2 separate regions of the Muntiacus reevesi genome follow, and region 2 is linked to region 1. A link is a contact called in public Hi-C data. All regions are on one chromosome and are shown on one strand. Each heading gives the region's core, a stretch centred on a gene start, on an enhancer-like site or on the middle of the called end of the contact. The rest is flanking DNA. Distances are from core to core; before and after follow the strand shown. Region 1 holds the start of DCK (deoxycytidine kinase). Region 2 holds the start of UTP3 (UTP3 small subunit processome component).

The links. A called contact is a pair of places that touch in the nucleus more often than the background predicts.
Region 2: a contact with region 1 is called in a Hi-C map of muscle, with 2.3 times the contacts expected there. The contact joins the promoter of UTP3 here to the promoter of DCK in region 1. A contact is called at or near these places in 2 of 3 Hi-C or Micro-C datasets (blood and muscle).

The regions. Positions count from the first base shown.
Region 1 is chr22:29,324,646-29,332,185 of mMunRee1.1, forward strand. DCK (deoxycytidine kinase) reads right to left here and starts at 6,165. Exons shown (of 7, transcript XM_065914481.1): 1 at 5,785-6,165; 2 at 2,034-2,149. The coding sequence starts at 5,875.
Region 2 is chr22:29,558,607-29,566,009 of mMunRee1.1, forward strand. UTP3 (UTP3 small subunit processome component) reads right to left here and starts at 4,629. Exons shown (of 1, transcript XM_065914314.1): 1 at 2,268-4,629. The coding sequence starts at 4,087. The coding sequence ends at 2,657.

The DNA of each region.
Region 1 (7,540 bases), core at 4,915-7,414:
GCCAAATAGTAATATATGAATACAACTGAATACCACATGGCAATGCAAATGAACAAGCTATAGCTGCATGCAACAATACAGACAAATTTCACAAACTTATTAAGCAAAAGAAACAAGAAGAAAAGGAATGCAAATGAATGTCTTTATATAAGATTAAAAAAACAGACAAAACTAATTGTATTTCTTAGAGATATGTTCATGTACATTAAATTTTTTTTAGAAAGCAGAAAAATTATCACAAGAATTACAAAAGTTATTTTATGTGAGTGATTACCCCGAGGAGTTATTATCCTTGGAAGGAGATAATGCGACCGGAGAAGAACAAGGACTTTTTGAACAAGAAGGTAAAGGTCTATTTCTTGACCTGAATGACAGTTATAAAGATGTTAGCCTTCAAACTGTACATAAGTTTCATATACTTTTCTATTAGTTGTATCGTATGTCAAAAAAAATGCTGAAAGAAGCAAATAAATTTACCACTTAAAACTCTGCTGCTAAGTCACTTCAGTCGTGTCCGACTCTGTGTGACCCCATCCCTGGGATTCTCCAGGCAAGAACACTAGAGTGGGTTGCCATTTCCTTCTCTGATGCATAAAAGTGAAAAGTGAAAGTGAAGTCGCTCAGTCATGTCCGAGTCTTTGCGACCCCATGGACTGCAGCCTACCAGGCTCCTCAGTCCATGGGATTTTCCAGGCAAGAGCACTGGAGTGGGGTGCCATTGCCTTCTCCAACTTAAACTCTATTTAATGCTAATTCTGCCTTTCCTCAAGGACCAGACTGAAATATCATTTCTTAAGAACATGGAGTCCATATCGAAAGGAAGTTCCTTCAGGATTTAGTCCTGGATTATTCAATGAACTGTAATGTAGTGAGCTGCTACAGGTATGTGTAAACACGCTTAGTAAACAGGTATGTGAGAAAACACTTTCAGTTATACAAAACCAGTATCCTCAAAGTCTGCACAGTATCCTGGTTAGTGATTCCTCCCTATATATATGATTTACATTTTAAACATTCAATTATTATTCCTAGAGTTCTCATAACAACAGCTATACTTTTAAACTAAACTTTTTTTCCAATACCTCTGTCCTCCTCAGACTAACAAAGTAAGTTTACAGCACACATTTCCATTTTTCCATTTCTCCATTTCTGCTATGCTGCTTTCAATTCCAATTCTCATTTCTCCAGAAATGAAAATCTTAATAATCAGATCTCATTGCCTCTTCATCTATATATACACATACACACATATATATATGTATACAATAAAAAAAAGTTTTCTGGAAAAAATGGGTAACTATTACTTCCTCTTCCTCATTTGCAATGTAGGATGGCTAGTGCTGGGAAACTGAAACTTGTGTCCAAGTAGAAGTCTGACAAGAACGAAAGTACAAAAATAAATGGCTGTCTAAGATAAAAGTCTTAAAATATAAACTAACAAAATTCAGCTATGGAGTAGCTGTTTTTGCTTTTCTTGTTTATAAACAAAATGTAAAAAGACACTCAAGGAATTTACATTTTTTAAAACATTTTAAAAATTCTACTTAGCTGCAATGCAGTGCATAATCTTAAGCACATAGTTCCATGAATGTTTAGACATGTATATATATGAAAGTGAAAGTCGTTTAGTCATGTCTGGCTCTTTGCAACCCCACAGACTATATAGTCCACTGAATTCTCTAGGCCAGAATACTGGAGTGGATTTCCCTTCTCCAGGGGGTCTTCCCAATCCAGGGATTGAAACCAGGTCTCCTTCATTGCAGGCGGACTCTTTACCAGCTGAGCCACAAGGGAAGCCCTTGTGTGTGTGTGTGTATGCATATATATATATATATATATATATATATATATATATATACACTTCTACAAATATATATACTTCTACATAACGACTGCCCAAATGAAGATACAGACTTCAAGCTATATTTGAAAGCTCTATTGGAAAAGGAAACAACAAAAGAAAACCCCCAAGGTTATAACTGTTTGTCTAAACCAAAAGTCTTTGTTTTACTAAATAAAGTTTATCTTCATACCTCAAATTCATTCTGAGTACTCTGAACGTTGCACCACCTGGCAACAGGCTCAGGCACCACCTCCCAGTCCTCGCAGACTTGTTTAAGGATATTCACAAATGTTGACTTCCCAGCAGCTGTTTTGAGAGGAAAAGCGAAATTGAGGAAGGAAACAAAAATGCCAAGATGGTCATCAGCTGTTACAAAATTTATAATAGCAAACAACTCAAAAAAGAAAAACATTCAATTCTCTAAACTCGCTCAGATTTTTTTTTAATGAAAAGTTAGAGTGCCTGACCACCTGTATTGATAATAAGCACATCTGTTTGCTAATGTTTTAAGTTTACCAAAGCCATGGAACAGAATTTTAAAAATCCAAGACCTAGATTTACTGTCCTTAAAAAAACAATTAGAGATAACTTTGTGAAAAGGAGTTAAGGGTATTCTCCCACTTAATTAAGTTTGCAATTTGGGACAAAGTCACTGAATCTCTAAGAGCCTGTTTCCTCAAAATATAATGGAGACTGTCACAATAACACCCTCCTCATAGAAACTGTTGTGATAAATAAACTATCACTACAGTGACAGTCATTCCACTCTCCAGCATTTTCAAAATTTTCCTCTCTATTGCCTCTATTCATTCAACTTACAAACAAATTTGGGTCTTTCTGATCTAAAACCAATCTAGAAACAACCAAATAAACCAAAAAATTAATATAAAGATGCATCTAATCCATAGAGTTACAGGATGGGAAATAATATGATTGCTATTGTATGATACTAATTACATCTGACACTCTGGCTAACAGAAATTATAAAAATATTTTTGCAAAGTACTTCCTACAAACAATAGCCATGTTTCTGCTGTTTCCCTTTCACAGTTCTGTGCACTCTATCCAACTCCTTTAAAAAAAAAAAAGTTGTATGTACTTTATTTCTCCCTGCTCATTCACTAGTTTCTGAAATATCTCGGAGGAAAAAAAGAAAACAGTTCAGATGTAACCAAGACATATATTCTCTATTTTAAAATTATCTGGGAATTCATTCAATTTAACAGTAAGGAGATTCTTGACCAAGACAGAGTGTAGCAATAGTCTTAATGACACCACACCCTTCCTATCTGAAGTCTCCAAATGTGGTTATATTAGTCATCTCTGGTCAGCATGTTTTCTCTCTCTCTTTCCATATATGTGACAAATGCACACACATAGATAAATCTATTACAAAAAACAACAGCAGCAAAGCTTCCTCTTCCTTATAAACTGGATCCAAAAGGGCAAAAAGAACTTACTTTTGACCTGGAGAACTATAATCAAACTTAAAATACTACACAGGTCAATAGAAAAAAAAAAAAAAAAAAACTGAAAGAATTTTAAAGGATCACACAGAGGAAAAAAAGGGGATGGTTAATCAGAAAGTAACACAGAGAATAGTTGAGAAGCAAAACATTAAAGGCATATTATCACCACACAATAGACAGAATATCTTTTAAGGATATAAAGATATAATCTTTTAAGGATAAACTAGATGATCATCAGGTTTAATCATAGGAAAAACAATGGGGACCACAGATTTTACGTGAAGAGGGTAAACACAGAAACTCTTAAGGCATTTAGAAGAATGGTGAATGGAAGCATATAAAACGTTCACCATTCATTCATTGAGTTGATGGAGGAAAAGAAGAAAATTGGAGTGGGTAGCTATTTCCTCCTCCAGGGGAGCTTCCCAACCCATGAACTGAATCAAGTCTCCTGCAATGGCAGGCGGATTCTTTACCACTTAACAGCTTATTTGGGTCTAGCAAAGAAGGCAGAGGGGCACATGAACAACAGTACAAGAGCATTAATAAATAGGAATTGACAAAGCCACAGTATCAGGGAAAACTGTTAAATGGTGAGGGACATATGCCATCCAAATAGCAAATGGTTGTTTTACAGAAATGCAGTGTTACCAGATCTTCAGATTTTTCAAGAGAAGCCAAAAATCTAGATGTTAATGGGAAATCTCAACATTTGTAAATGCCAGTAACTAATCAAAAAAAATTTTTTTTCGAATTTGGGCAGGCCAATATTGTATAAATGCAGGCCATGAGTTTGTAACTCCTTCTGTTAAGTATCAAGGAGGTGAGATATTTAAGCAGGGGTTAACACCATCATATTTATAGATAGAAGGAAAACTTTGGAAGAATTTAAAGAAACTGGACATGGGATGACAAATTAGGAACTTAGTTCAGGTGCTGAGAAGATTAAAAGATGCTCGGAAGGAAGTAAATTTCGAGGTATGATACATCGCTTAACTGGATTTAGGAAAGGGAAGGAATTGTGGTATAGACGTGAGAGGTTGTTCATTCAAATTTACTTTTGAAATGGCTTTGTTCAACTACTTCCTCCTGTTTTTATATATGGTATTCTATATCAACTAGTAGCTGTGTAAAATCATACTAGTAAATATTCACCTTCAAAGAATGTATCCTAGCTAAGAAGAAATGAGAGTCTGTTACATGGATTTTTCCAACTGTTGTCTCAACACTGGAGCAAAGAAACAAAATGCCCTCCTTGAGGTTGTATTCAGGTTTTTTTATTATTTGCAATGCTGCTAAAGCACCTGTCTGCCTTGCCTTTTTAAGGTACAAGTGCTTTGAGCATGGTAAGAATGTTTAAAAATTGCTGTATGCATGAATGGCCAGTACCTAACTCGGAACCAAAAAAAAAAAAAAAAATCCTATCAAAACAGGAAGCATCAGGCATAGGTTTCCGGAGGTAAGAAATAGAGAAGACTCGGAAATTCTCTTGTATCTTGTAAAATGACATCTGGATTAAGAACAGAAATAGTAGTGGTCTTTGAATCATATCCCAATGTTCAGTTGGATGTTGGCTGGGGAGTGAGTTATCCATGTTGCCAAGATCATTTAAACTCTTTCCTTGAACTTGAATGTTTACAGCAACTTTATCCATAATATAAACACTGGAAAAAATCCAAATGTCCACAAGTGGGAGAGATAAACTGTGGTATACCCATGCAATGGAATACTAGGAACAAACAAACAAACAAAACCCCCACACAAACACACAGATACAAGCATCATGAATAAATCTCAAAGCATTCGCTAAATCAGAGAAGCAAGACACAAAACGCTACACACTATGATTTCACTTCCATGACATTGTGAAAGAGGCAAAACTGTCAGGAATAGAAATCACATCAGTGCTTGTCAGGTGATAGAAATGGAGAGGGGGATGACCACAGAGAAGTACCGGGAAACTTCTTGAAGTGATGGAGATGTTCTGAATTCTGATCTTGGTGGATGTAAAACATTATTATGTAAAACATTATTATTATTATTGTCCAACCTCACAGAGCTCTATACCTAAAAAAAGGATCATTTAGCCTACGTAAATTGCACCTCAAGCACTGACAGACAGACACATCGTTAAAAACAAACAGAACAAAACCATTCCCTTTCTTTCACGATCCCAACGAAGAGACTGAAAAGGACTCCAAGCGCGTCTCACAAGGCCCGGAGGCCTAGGCCCGCGGCCAGACGCCCAGGGGCTGCGACCACCCTCGGAGCATGTGAGGGAAGCTGGGGAGGGCAGAGAGAGGTGCTTTCGGCGGCAGTTTAGGAATTCTGGGTCGCGTGTCCACAAGCGCAGGACCACACTGGGAGGAAAGTCCCCCCGGAGCAGTAGCAGGGATGCGGCGAAGGGGCGCTTCAGCCCCTGCAGCCACGACTACCCCTGCTTTGGAACCAACATCTCCCGAGGCCCCTTACCGATGTTCCCTTCGATGGAAATTTTCTTGATGCGGGTCCCCTCAGAGCTGGCTGAGGGAGACGGGCAGCTCCTCTTGGGTGGGGTGGCCATGCCTTCTCCTGTTGGCAGCTCCGAGCGCTTCAGGCAGGGAGGGCTTGGAGGTTGCCGCAGGTGCGCGCGCCGGGGTTCACGCCGCGGCGGAACTAGCCTAGACCTGCAGGCTGAACTCTCTCCCGTCCCAGACTCTCCGGCCGGCGGATCGGCGGGTTTGATTTTGGCGCGCGGAGGCAGCAGCCGATGGGGGAGGGACCGCGAGGTGGCCGCCCGCCCAGAGGGGAAGCCACGCCCCCGCCCTCCCCTAAATCGGCGATTCCACCCGGAGCCCCTCGGCCTGCACCCGCCATAGGAGGCACTTCTGCGTGCGTGCGCAGCCGGCACGTCGGGTCAAGGGGAAACAGGGGGCGGGGCCGCGCGCGCGCAGGCGCGTCTCTTCCCAGAACGCGGGGGGCGTTCCCTGACTCTTCCGAGAACCCGGGGCGGACGCCTGAGGTGAAAGGGCTCTCGAGGTTGGAGGGTTCCGCCTCGCCTCCGCCCCTTATCGAGGGCGGCCGGAGTTTGGGGAACTCGCTTGTCCCGTGGGGCTTGTGGTTTCTGGACCGAACTGATTGAGCTTGAAGCTTTGAACTCGTCAGGGGAAAGGCAGTGCATAGTACAAAAATCAAACGGATTATCCTTGTTCTCAGCCTTCGAGGGGAAGACTGTCTTGAGGCCAGGCGGCGCTGGGCGATCCAGTCCTCAGGGAATGTATTGCAGTCTTATCGCATGCCAGACCTTATTTCGAAGGTTTTTCGTGGATTAACTAGCATCAAGGGCCAGAGGTCCTACTGTTTATCAGCGAGTAAACTAGTACTGAGGGGCTACTTGTTGAAAATCTCAAAGTCAGTGAGTGGAACTGGGATGGGAACTTAGGTATCTAGATGCCACACCAGAAGAAGCCTTTCTTTCTCTCTCATATCTTGGTTTGGATGCCCCGTATACGCTGAAGGAGAGCAGATATGCCACTCCCAAGTTGATTTAGGGCAGAGAAGGCTGGATAAATAAAACTTGTAACTGCCTCATCAACTTATTACACAAGGCCAACACCCCTTCATCTTGAGAATTCTTAACAAATTTATTGTTTGTCTCAGTTCAGTTCAGTTCAGTTGCTCAGTCGTGTCAGACTCTTTGAGACCCCATGAATCGCAGCACGCCAGGCCTCCCTGTCCATCACCAACTCCTGGAGTTTACTCAAATTCATGCCCATCGAGTAGGTGATGCCGTCCAGCCATCTCATCCTCTGTCGTCCCCTTCTCCTCCTGCCCCCAATCCTTCCCAGCATCAGGGTCTTTTCCAGTGAGTCAACTCTTCACATGAGGTGCCCAAAGTACTGGAGTTTCAGCTTCAGCATCAGTCCTTCCAATGAATACTCAGGACTGATCTCCTTGAGGATGGACTGATTGGCTCTCCTTGCAGTTCAAGGGACTCTCAAGAGTCTTCTCCAACACCACAGTTCAAAAGCATCAATTTTTCGGCGCTCAGCTTTCTTCACAGTTCAGCTCTCACATCCATACATGACCACTGGAAAAACCAGAGCCTTGACCAGACGGACCTTTGTTGACAAGTAATGTCTCTGCTTTTTAATATGCTATCTAGGTTGATCATAAATTTCCTTCCAAGGAGTAAACGTCTTTTAATTTCATGGCTGCAGTCACCATCTGCAATGATTTTGGAGCCCCC
Region 2 (7,403 bases), core at 3,379-5,878, 230 kb after region 1:
CAGCTTGCTACCTGTGCTTCTTTTAGTCCGTGAGTGCATGCCAAGTTGCTTCAGTCATGTCTAACTCTTTGTGACAATATGGACCATAGCCCACCAGGCTCCTCTGTCCATGGGATTCTCCAGGCAAGAATACTGGAGTGGGTTGCCATGCCCTCCTCCAGGGAATCTTCCTGACCCAGACCCAGGGATTGAACCCATGGCTCTTAAACATCTCCTGCATTGGCAGGCGGGTTCTTTATCACTAGTGCCACCTGGGAAATCTGAGGTCCCCACAACTCCCTCCTTGGGTTCGATTCATTTGCGAGAGTGGCTCACAGAACTCAGGGAAACACTTAATGTTTACACGTTACTAAAGGACATGATCTGGAGGAGGAAATGGCAACCCACTCCAGTCTTCTTGCTTAGAAAATTCCATGGAAAGAGGAGCCTCACAGGCTACAGTCCTTGGGGTCACAAAGTCAGACAAGGCTGAACATGCATATGCACCCACACACAAGGAACATGATAAATACAGACAAACAGCTGGTAAACAGACAAACAGCACATATGGTAAAGACTGGGAGGATCCCCTTTACAGGAGTGTCTGTCCCCATGAAGTTGGGTACCCCACCCTCTCAGTAGAAGGATGTGTTCACCTTCCTGAAATGTCCCCAGACCTCCTATTATTGGGACTTTGTGAAGGCTTCCTCACATAGACATGACCAATTAATAAACCTCATTTCTAGCCCCTCTCCCCTCTATGCAGTGTGAAGGTCTGGGGCTGAAAACTGCAAGCTTTTAATCATGGCTTGATCTTTCTGGTGATCCGTTCCCATCCAGAAGCTCACCTAGAGTCCTCTCATTGTAACAAATTATATTCCCAGTGCTCCTGTTACTTAGGAATTTATGAAGGTTTTAGGAATTCTGTGCCAGAAACAAATGTATGTATTTTCCATTATCTAACAGTTCTTAACCAATTACATGTATATACCTATACCTAAGTTAGGCATGGGAGAAGGCAATGGCACCCCACTCCAGTACTCTTGCCTGGAAAATCCCATGGACGGAGGAGCCTGGCAGGCTGCAGTCCATGGGGTCGCTAAGAGTCGGACTCCACTGAGCAACTTCACTTTCACTTTTCACTTTCATTCACTGGACAAGGAAATGGTAACCCACTCCAGTGTTCTTGCCTGGAGAATCCCAGGGACAGGGGAGCCTGGTGGGCTGCTGTCTCTGGGGTCGCACAGAGTCAGACACGACTGAAGCGACTTAGCAGCAGCAGCAGCAAGGTAGGTATAATAGTACCATACAGAAGAAAATGAGTCAGAAATCAGGTACATAACTCAAAATCACCCTAGTAACTTAATTCCAAGACCTGTACTTTTTCTACTATATCAGAAAAGGAAATACAGGATAGGGCTCTTAATCCAGAAAGGCTAGAATGAAATCCCTGTTCTTCCACTTAATAGCTACATGACCTTGAGAAAGTTATTTCTTTGCCAGTTTCTTCATCTCTATAAAGTATGGATACTGGAAGTTTCTACATGACTTGTGAGGAATAAGGAGATAAATGCTTACAAAAGTATCTTCGCACTCAATATAAACTTTTACTTCCAATTTTCCTCTTTTATTTATAGTAATTTGGCACATGTGCTACGCTGGCAGCAGCTGTAAGCCAGAGGTTAAAAGAATGAAGGCTCAAGTTAAGCCAGCTTGGGTCCAAATCCCAAACACAATGTCCTTTAGAAACTTAATCTGGAATTCTGGCATCCTTATCTCTGATGCAAGTGTTTTAATAAATATTAACCACTGACATCTCTGCATTTCTAGCAGCTAGCACAACATTTAATGCATAAACAGTTAAGAGGTCCTTTGTACTCCTTCACTAGTCTTCCCATTTTCTCCCTGGCATCATCCTAAGAATTTTTAAGTTCACCACATCATCATCTTTCCCCTATTGTAAAGATCAGAATAATTATATATAAAATATATATATATAAAATTTTGAAGTTACCACTTACTCAGTAGTAATCTTATCAGATTTTCTGCAAGTGCAAAGTACAAAGACCAACCAACAGTATGGAAGGAGAAATGGAATTTTTATCTTACCACATTAAGCATTATGAAAAAATATTCACTATTAATGTAATTAAGGCATATCTCTATTTTCAACCAAGTTCCCCTTCTTTCCTAAGCTTTTACCACAATAAAATGTACAAAAATACTTACGTTAACATTAAACCCATTATTACTAAGTTTCCTGCTCAAGAATTATACTTTAGGCAATAAACATCAAAACTACTTTATATCCTAGCTTACAAATAAGATGACTAGCAAAGCTGCATTCTCTTCACATTACGTGAAAAACTACAAAAGTACTCTAAGTCTGCTGTGCCACAACTGGCTATGTAATTTCCCCAGGCTACTGCTTGACAGAATAGTGAACTTTTTTCCATCACCACCTCATTTCCCACACACCTTCATACTGTTCCCACAGTTCTCTGTATGACCTGATTACAAATTAAAACACAAATAAATTGAGCAATAACCCAAGCTAATTTTCCTATTGTCAGAATTTTTAACATTTAAGGCTAAACATTAACACTCTCATCACCAGTTAAAAAATAAATTTATTGATCCAAAATTATTGCCAAAAGACTTAAGCTAAGCAAAAACTTTACTTAAGCTTAATGCTCTTTTTAACTCCTGCACGAATGCCAGAAAGTTCACCAGTATAACGTTGCTCTTCCCTACGAACTTCACGAACCTGGCCTCTTCTGCGAATTTTGGCTTTTCTGAACTTCTCCCGGTGTTTCACTCTGGGATTCCGATCAATCTTCTTTCTCCTAGGTGTAAGTCCCCTATTTTTAGCAATCTGATAAGTAATGGCTCTCTTTGCATTTTGATCTTCAAGAGCCTGATCTTCGGTACTATTTTCTTCTTTCTTTCTCTTTAATTTTTGTTTCTCTTCCATTTCTTTATAGTATTTAAGTGCCGCTTCTTCATCAAAATCAGAATCATCAGAAAGGTCTGTAACAGCTAAGGCAGCAGCAGAAGTCTCTGAAACTGATTTTGGCTTGGCCTTCATGGATTTTGCTTTTAAATTCAGTTCTTTCTTTCCAGCACCACCTTTAAGTGTGAGCAGATGACGGATTTCAGAGGACAGCTTCTGATCCACAACCGACAACTTGTTGATCAAATTTCGGTAGGTAACAAGCCTTTCAATGACAGGATGTCCATGTGCAGGGACTCTCCTAGCTTTCAGGATCAGATAAAAACTAATGTTGGAGCAGTAGTTCAAATAGAGATTGTATTTGGTCCTCAGGTATTGGCTTCCTTTTCCAGGGGGGATGATCTTTTGCTCCACTAACTGTATCAATGGCTCCAGCTCATCCTTCATCTCTGTCAACTTAACTTTCAAGTCGTCTATCAGCTCCAAGAGCTCTGGAGATTCCTTTCGCAGCATTTTCAGCTTCTCTTTCACGGAAACTTTCGCCAAATCCTTCACGACACGTGTCTCAGCCTCATTTACCTGAGGTACTGGTTTCGCAAAAGCCTCCACCCAGCTAACTCCAAAATCGTCCTCTTGCAGGGCTTGGGCTAAGCGCCGCTGAATGAGTTGTGCCTCCTCCTCCTCCTCTCTCTCCTCTTCCTCTACTTCTTGTTGAGTCTGCCGGCCTCGGGACTTGGAGCCATAGTCCGTATCGTAGTAAAGTTTTTTCCTCTGACCCCACGACAAACTGGGGTCCACAGAAGCCTCTGTCTCACTCTGCACGGAGCTCCCACCACCATCATCATCATTGTCACCCTCCTCACTTTCTCCATCTTCATCGTCCTCATCGGCAACATCTAGGGCAAGCACCTCCTCCTCCTCATCGCCATCCTCCTCGTCCCCACTCTCTAGTTCGCTCCAGCCTTTAGACAAGGCGGCTCGATATCGGGCCTCATGGAAATCATCTACCTTATCCTGGTAGTAGCTCGAGTCCCCCGGTGAGGGTGGAGATTCTAAGTCCTCCCCATTTTCGTCCGCTGGGCCGCGACTCGCCTTCGCTCGCACAGCTGCCCACTTGGCCGCTCCGCGCGCGCGCCGCCCGGATCTTCCCACCATAGTTCGCGGTCTCTGCTTCTACACCGACGTCAGGCTTTCAGCCACCTCTGACCTCTGCGCACGAGGCACGCGCTCCAACAAAACGCCGCTGTAACAGCCACGCGATCTCTCACCACGCTCGTCTTGCCGGCGCTCCAGTCGGATGCGGCAGTTTCATCTCTTTCCGGTCCCTCGGATGCTCTCCGTGGAGTTTTTGAAATAGGACTTCCGGTTGGTCCTTCAGGCCTTTCCGTGTGGGAACAGTAGGTAACGAAGTTTGGTTCCGGGAACCTCCTTGGTCCTGTTCTTACTCTCGCGAGCCTGGGCGTGACTAGGGTGACGGCCCCGTTAACCGCGAGGTGAAGTAGCAGTGACCCTTAGAGGGCGCTTTACCTCTACGCCTAGGAGAGGCAGCAGGGCGGTGCAGTGAGTTGTCCTGCTCCTGTCCGGACGTCACCGGCCCGGAGCCGAGTGCAGGTGTATAAGATTTTCTTGTTTACTGAAATTTTGTCTTCGCCTATCCGTCAGGAAGTTAATCAGATTGTTTTTGTCTACGCAACGTCCAATACGACCTTTCTGGTCGTACGACCTTTCTGGGCACGGTAGGCGGAGGCGGCGGCGGCGCCGCGGCTGACTGGAGCATCCGCGTGCGGGCGCCGGGAAGGGCGCAGGCCTCCGGCGGGTGGCCGCTCGTCTCCAGCCGCTCGCCCGCAGGGCTCGGTGACTTCAGGGGATTGGCGTCTCCGAGGAGTTTCCGAGGGGTGGTGACGGTGGGGAGGCAGAGCGGCGCTCTGCAGTCTGACTGTTTCCGAGGAACTCGTTGCCTGCAGGAGGCGCTGCGATTTCTCTTCCTTCTAGTGGAACACGTTCCTTCTTCAGGGTGTTCTGGAAATGACACATGTTAACTCTCAGGAGCGGGCCCTTTGTAAATTCTTCAGCCCTTAATAAGCACGAGGCAGCGTGTTAGGCTCTGGGAGAACGATGATGGGCAAGAGCAGACGCTGTTCTCGCAACGGTGGAGCAGGTGGTTTAGTTAAACCAAATCATCACGCGAAACGTGCCGTCTCGTAAGTGGGATGAGCACTGTGAACACTTAGCCTGTGTTTCCCAGCCTTCAGTTGCTGAGGACACTCAACTGCCTTTCACATTGCTGTCTTTTTGTACACGCCATCCTGCCCCCTTACTAAGAAGAGTTTAGTGCTCCCGGCCAAGTTTGAGAAATTCTGCTGTAATGAAGAGACAGTCTAAGCATCACTTGTTGGATTTTTCTTTAACTCCCTTACTGCCTTTTTCTCAGCTTCTTTGTATCACGTCGTAGATCTCAACAGAACTGTGATATTGCAAGCACGCAGCACAGCGTCTGGCACAGAGTAAGTGTTCAATGAAGATCTGTTTAATGGGTAAATATTGACATTACAGTACTTGATCATGTGTTGATCTCAGGTGCTAAATAAATGGAGTGAATGAATGATACCTAAACCTGCGAACATCCCTAAGGGAGATAACCTGAGCTGGAATGGATGTTAGAAATCATTAATTCCAGTTCCAGTATCTTCATTGTCTACATGTGGAAACAGAGACTTGGGAGGATTAGGTTAACAAATTTAGCACAGAAACCTGGGCCAGGGCTCCCATACCAGGCCCTCTCACCCAGCTGTTAGCAGTCCTTTGCCAGTCCAGTGTGAATGAGTTTCAGACGTTTTCCAGAGGTAGGCTATACTGGGTGGATGAAAGAAACTAAGAGCTCAGATGAAAGTATTTAAAGAGGAAGAGTGGTAATAAGGGAAAAATTAGTAAGATTTGTCTGCAGAAGTTTTTCTAGGACTAGAAGTGTGAAAGGACTGCCCAACAATCTTAAGAGTAATTCAAGGTTTAAGTTTGCAGACATTACATATGATCAGTTCATATTCACTATATATTTTAGACATTATGCTTTCTTCAAATGTAGATAGTTTAAAGTTCAACTGTAATAAGTTGTTAAAGTTAATGGTGACATACAGGTTCTTTGTAGAAAGTGCGGTCTCATCAGGTTATAAAAAATAATACAACTTTTTAGAAAAGTGACATTTTGAACTAAGATATTTTTTAAGTGCTACAAGTTATTATAAGCATTTAAAAACCTGTACAGGATTTTAGGAAGTACACTTTAATGAATAAAAAATGTGTGGGTAAAAGTCTTTATGATCTGATGCTAAGTGCAGAATTCATTTTTGAATGTAGACTTTAATAGATTTTTTGTCACTCAGCAAATATTAACTGCTTATTAATTGTTGCAGAATGCTATATGATTTAGTAGATTCAAAGGTGAATTAACCATAATCTCTTCTAATGAGCTGGTGATGGACAGGAAGGCCTGTCCTACTGCAGTCCATGGGGTTGCAGAGTTGGACATGACTGAAGGACTGAACTGAACTGAACTAATGAGGAGCTTCCCAGGTGGCGCTAGTGGTAAAGAATCTGCCTGCCAATGCAGGAGCATAAGAGATGAAGATTCAGTCCCTGGGTCGGGAAGATCCCCTGGAGAAGGTAATGGCAACCCACTCAGATATTCTTGCCTGGAGAATCCCATGGACAGAGGAGCCTGGCAGGCTACAGTCCATGGGTTCCCAAAGAGTCGGACATGACTGAGCATTACATCATCTTCTAATCAGGTAGAAAAGAAGATATGCATACAGATTATCCTAAAATACAAGGCAGTATGTGATGTAAACAGTGCTGTGAGAGATCAGAAGGGCGAGAGATCACTTCTGGATTTTGTTCTGGAAATATTGCTTAAAAGAGTGTGGCATCTAAGCTTGGACTGAAACTATATCCTTGCTTTAAATGTATTAAATTTGCGTTATATCTAAGCTATTTTTTTTGCTCATTTTTATTGCTGATTATTTGAGAATTGTAGTCATACTCAACAAAATGCATATACTGTTATAGAGAAGATAGAAACTTATTTTGGATATTTTTAATGGGAATAGTCACATTGCTCTAATATTTATTCCATTTATACTATACATTACATTTCCTAACTATATATGAAATAATATAATAATACCCAGGGTATATTCAGAGTATTGTATCCTAACATTCTCAGATATTTTTGATGAACAGTTCAGAAGTCAGTTCTTCAATTCCAGCAGCTCCTGTAGTATAAACTTCCATAACCGGATCTTGGAATTATTTGCCGTTTAGGTGGGGAAATTGTTTCCTTAAAAATTTGTATCACTGAAAAGACATATTAATGCTTTATTGCATCATAAGGCTTTGCCAATTACAAAGAAAAACGCTGAGTTCTTAGAAAATGAACACATATTAAATAGCATTTAACCATTGTATTTGTGGCAAC